Regions from separate parts of the Anas platyrhynchos genome. Here region 1 is linked to region 2. The links are chromatin contacts, called in public Hi-C maps. All regions are on one chromosome and are shown on one strand. The core of a region is the stretch at or near the end of the contact, and the rest is flanking DNA. Distances in the headings are between cores, read along the strand shown.

Region 1 (3,417 bases), core at 252-2,751, 440 kb after region 2:
CCCAAAACCCAAAACCCCTTCCATGTCCACCCCATGCAGGTGCTGACCCGCAGACAGACAGACAGGAGCAGAGCAGCGGTGCAGGGAGATGCCTTCCCCACCAGGGAGGCTGGGGGTGCCACGGGGTGCCCCAATCCACCCGCTCGCCCCCACTCCACACAAAGGATCCTACAGGATTTAGGATCCTTTAGGGCGGCACGCAGAAACACCTCACTGCAGACCGCGAGGCCATACAACTGGTTTGGGCAAGGGGTGATGAAAAATGCTGCATCCTGCTGAAACTGCTGTGGAATTTAGGTCAGGCAGGTGGAAATATGTGGGCTGGAGCGGGATCAGCAGGCAGGAACCCGTGCCCAAACGGTGCTGAAGGTACCAGCAGACCTACAACCTACAACCAGCCGTGGTGCCCAAGGAGGCAGGATACCACCCCCGGGCACCCCGGCTGTGCTGGGGGACAGGAGACTCATCCATCCCGAACGTGGCCATGCTGAGGTTTTCTGTGGGGTCTCTTGCCCACCCCACAGCCTGGCCCTGCTCCCCGGCACTGTGCTGGCACCAGGGATGTGCCCCAGCCAGGAGCCAGAGCAAAGGGCTGGAGGGGAAGGTGATGGTGACACTTCTGTCCCAGAGAGGTGCCGCTCTCTGGGACCTTCTCCAAAGCTCCCCCTGAGCATTTTTGTACTTGAAGTTCTCCCAAGTTCTGTGCGCACAGGGGACAGGACCCGGGGCTGTGTGCAGCAGCCGCTTCTGCTCCTCCATCGCATCCATCCCACAGCTGTGCCAGCGATGTGCTGCAAATCCCAGCAGCAGCTGGAAGCGATGGGCCCACACAGCCCCAGGTGATGCCTTGGAGACCCCTGGTTGGGGTTGAGCTGGGGGCAAGCAGGATGGGGTCTGTGAGCACCTCCAGGGCCTGAGGCAGCAGCTTCAGGGCAGGGGGATGTTCCTGGGAGAGGCAGGGCCCAGAACTGTGCCCCATGGCCTTGCCCAAACCTCCCCGAGGGGTGCATGGAGAGCATCCGAGAAGTCCCCTGGTCCAAAACCCTTGGGGTTGGGCTCAGCTTGAGCGAGGCTCCTGGGGGGCCGGCTGGGACCCCAGGGCTGCCCCCCAGGGTGGAAGGGTGCGGGCCAGGAGGTGCCAGAGGCACGGTGGCATCTCGGCGAGGACACCTTAAAGTGGAGGCCCGCGGGCTGCCTCCCGCCGCCTGCCTGCTCCTCCATGCTCCTCGCTGGGAAGCAGCTGACTCGGGGCGGCTGCCAGCGCTGCTGGCTGCTGGATCCGGCCGCTGCAACGTGCAGCCTGACATGTAAACCGGGCAGGCCTATGCTAATGGCTGGGGGAGGGCGCCTGGCGCAGGGGCGAGGGGGAACGGAGGTGGAGGCCGGAGCCCAGCCAGCAAATTCCCCCCCTCTCCCTCCTTCCTTCCCTCCCTCCCTCCCTCCCTCCATCACCACCTCCCCACATCCATCTGCCTCCCCTCCTCCTCCTCCTCCTCCTGCTTTTTCCTCCATTCATAAAATCCGGGCGGCACTGCCATCTACCGTAGCGTGTGACGGCCGCCCCGCTCGGCCTGCGGGCAGCCTGGGAACCCCGCAGCCCCTACGGACCCCAGCCCGCTCCCCGCAAACCCCCATCCCCACAGTGCCCCGAGGGGATCTCCAGCCACCCCTCCTCGTGTTCCCCAGAGAGCCAGGGGCATCCCACAGGGCACAAAGTTGGGATTTCTCCACCTATCCATCTATCTACCCATCCATCCATCCATCCATCCATCCACCCGCCCAGCCCCTCAGGCCTGCCATGGGTGGAGCTGGGGGGTCTCCATGGGGCAGCACGGCCACACCACCACCCACCAAGCAGTTGGGAGCAATGGGGTGGTGGAGACAGCCATCTGCCTCAGCTGCCCGGCCTCCAACCCGCAGGGAAACCCTCAGCTCGCAATTCCGAGCGCCTCCTGCTAACCACCCAGTCCTCTCCCGAGATGGGGAGATAAGGGAGGTGAAAGCCCAGCGGCTCGTGTACCGAGCCCAGGGCCTGAGGCTTTGAGAAAAAGGTGGAAGTAGCACGTGCTGGCCAGGACAGGGGTGGGAGCTGGCCACCAGACAAATCCCCTGCTCATGGAGAATCCCCCCAGTGCCAATTTGCCTCTCCGTGAGCTCCGTGGTCCGCAGCAGCCTCCCCAGGCCCACCGAGCTCTTTGTTCACCCACGCTCCCCGCCCCGGGCCCGGAGCCAGCGGAGCAGGAGAAGGGGAAGGTGGCGAATTTGGAGCTTCCCAGCGGAGCGACCCCGCACGTGGGTCAGCCTGTGCGGCGTGCGCGCAGGTGGGAGCGCCGGCTCTGCGGGCTGAATGGGGAGCACTGTCTGAGCATCTCCGCGGGGAAGAGAGGGAGAGGAAGGGAGGGAGAGAGGGGGAGAAGAAAAAAAAAAAAATCTGGTGAGTGCAGCGTTTGCAAAATGAGCTGGCGGTAAATAGCTGGAGGATAGACAGCGTCTCGCTACGTGAGGCGCCGCACGGAGAGCTGCACCTGAGCGAGGCTGGGCCACGGCTCAGCGCCGTGCGGCACCTCCCGACGGGTCCTCCCCGGCTCCCCTGCCTCTGACAGCAAAACCCAGTGGGAAAAAGGGTCCCCCCCTGGGAAGGAAAAGGCTGGGAGAGGCAGGGCTGAGCTCAATTCGTGGTCCAGCTCGTGTGTGCCTCCGTTGTGGGAAGCATTTGGCGGCAGCAGCCTCATGGTGACAGGGGGACCCCTGAGCTTGGCATCTCCCCGTGCCAGCGAGTGCCGAATCCTCTTTGTTCCCCTCGCAGGGCAGTGTCCTCCTGCGCTGTGCAGCCGCAGGCTGAGACCCAGCACACCTCGCCTCACCTCGGCACAGCAGGCGGGACGCCAAAAAAATAGGGCAGGACCCACGCAGCGCCCGCAAACCGTGGCCCCCACAGAGAAAAGAGCCGCAGCATCGTCCCCGCGCTGCGAGGCGCACCCGCAGGGCTCTAGGTGACCCCCAAAAAACTGGCTCTCTGCCTTTTCCCCAGCTTCCCTCCCCGGGACAGCGGGGTGTCGCGGTCACCCTGGCGGCCAGGGCCAGCCGGGAGCGCGATGCGCGCAGGGGGGACACGCGGGACACGGAGCCACGCGGGGCCGTGGCCGCCTCCTCCAAAAAGGCTGGGCGCTGGGGGAGAGCTGCCCGCATAAGGCCGGCATCGCCTGACACCGTGCGGCTGCTGCCTGCCTTGCAGCCGGCCCGGGGAAGCCTCTGGCGAGGAGACACGGCCACGCCGCGCGTGGGGACGCGGGGAGGCGGTGGGGACGCGGGGAGGCGGTGGGGACGCGGAGAGGTGGCTTGGCTCAGCTCCGCCGTTCCCTTGCAGGCTCATAGGGTGCGCCCAGGGGGCTGCCAACCCCTAACCCCGCTTTTACA
Region 2 (3,023 bases), core at 292-2,791:
CTTCTTCCCTCCTGGCTGCCCGACTGCTAAGCTGCTTGTTTGAGCCTGCGATGGCAACTGATGGGAGAAACTGCTTTCAAACTGTTTAATAACAGTGATGGTAACCTCTGACCTTGCTGAATAGCAGTGCTTTTGACCTTTCATTTGTTAAATAATACAACCACTTATTTCCCGATGCTTATCAGTGTTTAGTAATTGGGGTCAAGACAAAGCAAGGCAGAGTACAGTTGCCCACCAGGCTTTGCTGAACCAGGAAGAATTTCCTTAAGCTACAGATTTCCTTTCTGATAATCTTCAGTCAGGGCAAGCAAAGATTGGAGACTGGGTGGCTTAGAAGATCCCTAACAGGCTAAAGAGCTGCTCAGCTGCTAGCATCTGGTTTGAATCCAGTTGTGGCTGACAGTGGCAGAAATTCATTACGGTCTCAGGTTGCCTCTCTGACTCATATGAAACGAGTATGGCTTGCAGTTCTCATGTTCACTGGCCAGCCAGCCATATCATAAAATATTAGTGCAAGAAATGGTTCTAGCGACATTGGTCATTATACAAGTTTACGAAGCCTGAAAACGCCTGTTCCTGTAGGGAAAATCAGGCTAAGGCACAATGGTAGATGACAGTGTGGACACAATTTTGTGGCCCCTCCTGCATGTTCTGCATGATTCACGTTAAAAGAGAGGGGGTTAATCTGCAAGAATCCAAGTTCATTTTTGTGAGATTTAGGTAAAACTAATGGATCTGACTGCATGTTGTACAGCTCACTGAACATCTCACTTGACAGACAAGCAGGTGACAGTGTTAAAGGCAGCAACCCTTAATCAGTGTTTTCCTTAGGTGTGAACAGGAAATAGATGAAAAAAGAAATACAAGAATTTATGATGTAACTATGGATTTAAATATACGTGCACATACATATATTTAAGTAGTGTTCGTGTAAAGTTTTAAACTTCCTTAAGACATCAAACACAACTTTTATTTGTCTAAGCAGCCAGATGACCTCATTATTTATTTACTGACGTTTGTATTAGGCCGGTTTGCAAGATTTTTAGGGCAGGAGCTATTTCACGAATGTCTGTCTGTGTGTGATTCAGCAAAACAGGGCCCCACACAGTGATCCAAATAGTGTCGGTTAAAAATAATAATAATAAAAAAAGCCATCTACTTATGGAGGTGCAGGAGATAGATGGCAAGGTCAGTAAAATTATGCTGTGCAGTGAGATTCTGAGGTAATTTTTGGTGTTGGCTGTGTAAGACATGAGGAAAACGGAGCTGCTGGTGGGATCCCAGCCAAGGTGTCCTCCATCATGGGGTGTCCCCCAGCTTTTTAGGGACACCTTTGGCTTCAGCCCTCTGAGGAACACCGAGGGACGACACACACCCACGCGGGGCTGCACGCTTAACACACTGCTTGCCACACACGGGTCAGGTTTACACGGCCCTGACACACCCGGCCCTGCCCGCTCAACCTCCCCCCTCAGCCCAGCGGGGCGCGGCCGCCATTTTCCCCCCGGGCCCGCCGCGCCGTTGCCATGGCGGCCGTTGCCGAGGCGCCGCCATTGCCTCCCGGTTGCCCGGCGACGGCGACGCGGCGGCCATGGAGGCGGAGGGGCTGCCCGGCGGCCTGGAGCTGGCGGCCGGCGGCGGCGGAGCGGGGCTGAGCCCGGAGAAGCGGGCGGCGCTGGGGGCTTCGCTGCCGCTGCTGAAGCGCGACTACCGCTTCGAGGCGGTCTGGTTCTGGGGCTGCGTCCATGGCGTGCGCGGCACCTACTACATCGCCCAGGGGCTGGGGGCTGACCGCGCCGCGCCCCGCAGCCGCCTCTACAGGTGCCCCCGGGGGAGTGGGAGAGGGAGCGGGATGGGCGTCCCAAAGACCAAAAATAAACGGTGTTGGGGGGCGACGGGGAGGGTTTGGGGGTCTGGGCAGAGCCCCGAGGGATGGGAGAGCCAAGGTGTGTTGTCGCCGGCAGCTTGGACTGCGTGGAGTGGAGCCTGCTGACGCCGGTGGCCAAGGAGGTGGGGGAGCAGGCGGAGAGGCTGAAGGGCCGCTTCCAGGGGGACCCGAGTTTTCAGTACGAGTACGCCGAGGTCAGCGCGGAAGATGCCGAAAGATTGCTCGAAGACGGTACGGAGGTAAATACGACGAAACGCTTTTCAAGCTCCTTTCGCTGCAGTTGTACCCCTCGTGCCATACAGACGGCTCCTCGTGTGTAAGAGGCAGCTGATGGGTCACAGGAACAGCCTGGGTCCTACTTGTTTAATCACAGAGTGGTTGGGGTTGGAAGGGACTGTAAACACCACCTGGTTCCAGCCCCCTGCCATGGGCAGGGACACCTCCCACCAGACCAGGTTGCCCAAAGCCCCATCCAGCCTGGCCTTGAGCACCTCCAGGGATGGGGCATCCGCAGCTGCTCTGGGCAGCCTGTGCCAGGGCCTCACCACCCTCTGAGTGAAGAATTTCTATCCAAATATTCTATACAAATATACAATTTAAATCTGCCCTCTTTTAGTTTAAAGCCCTTACTCCTTGTCCTATCCCTACACTCCCTGACAGAGTCCCTCCCCAGCTTTCCTTTAGGTCCCCTTTAGGCACTGGAAAGCTGCTGTAAGGTGCCCACAGAGCCTTCTCTTCACTAGTCTGAACAACCCCAACTCCCTCAGCCTGTCTTCATGTAACTGGAATATTCATAATAATTCTGATAATTGGCATGTGTCCCAGCTGCTCCAGGGAAAATTTCCTGCTCGGGGGCAGCTCTTTCTTCAGAACCAGCACACTTTTACCTGGACACCACTGACTGATGCCCGAAAAGTTACGGAAGCAAGAATGGGAGACAAGAGGGACTCCATATCTCCTATTTTACAGCCTAGAAAGGCTGTTCCTGTGGTTTGTTCTCTAGTTCTTGGAGTATTACCCATAGGTAATGCTCCTTCCAAAATGCATGCCTTCAAGAATCTCCCTGGTCACAGCAGGTGGAATATACCCGCCTTCCTGTCCTCTGTCATTGTGTAGCAACAGCTTCTTGATTGAA

Evidence for each region. A called contact is a pair of places that touch in the nucleus more often than the background predicts.
Region 1: a contact with region 2 is called in a Hi-C map of subcutaneous adipose tissue, with 2.7 times the contacts expected there. The contact joins the enhancer-like site here to the promoter of RSPH9 in region 2. A contact is called at or near these places in 2 of 8 Hi-C or Micro-C datasets (skeletal muscle and subcutaneous adipose tissue).

The regions. Positions count from the first base shown.
Region 1 is chr3:35,344,265-35,347,681 of IASCAAS_PekinDuck_T2T, forward strand. No RefSeq gene overlaps it. Among named protein-coding and RNA genes, the nearest start is that of TMEM63B, 16 kb to the right of the region's middle. Within about 2 kb of position 1,502, at least 7 of the 8 cell types and tissues checked have an H3K27ac peak or open chromatin away from gene starts, as enhancers often do. A contact at or near this core is called in subcutaneous adipose tissue, where this site is marked.
Region 2 is chr3:34,900,333-34,903,355 of IASCAAS_PekinDuck_T2T, forward strand. It overlaps RSPH9 (radial spoke head component 9), which reads left to right and starts at 1,542. Exons shown (of 6, transcript XM_038177023.2): 1 at 1,542-1,821; 2 at 1,965-2,127. The coding sequence starts at 1,592. It overlaps LOC140002132 (a long non-coding RNA gene), which reads right to left and starts at 1,410. Exons shown (of 3, transcript XR_011808159.1): 1 at 1-1,410.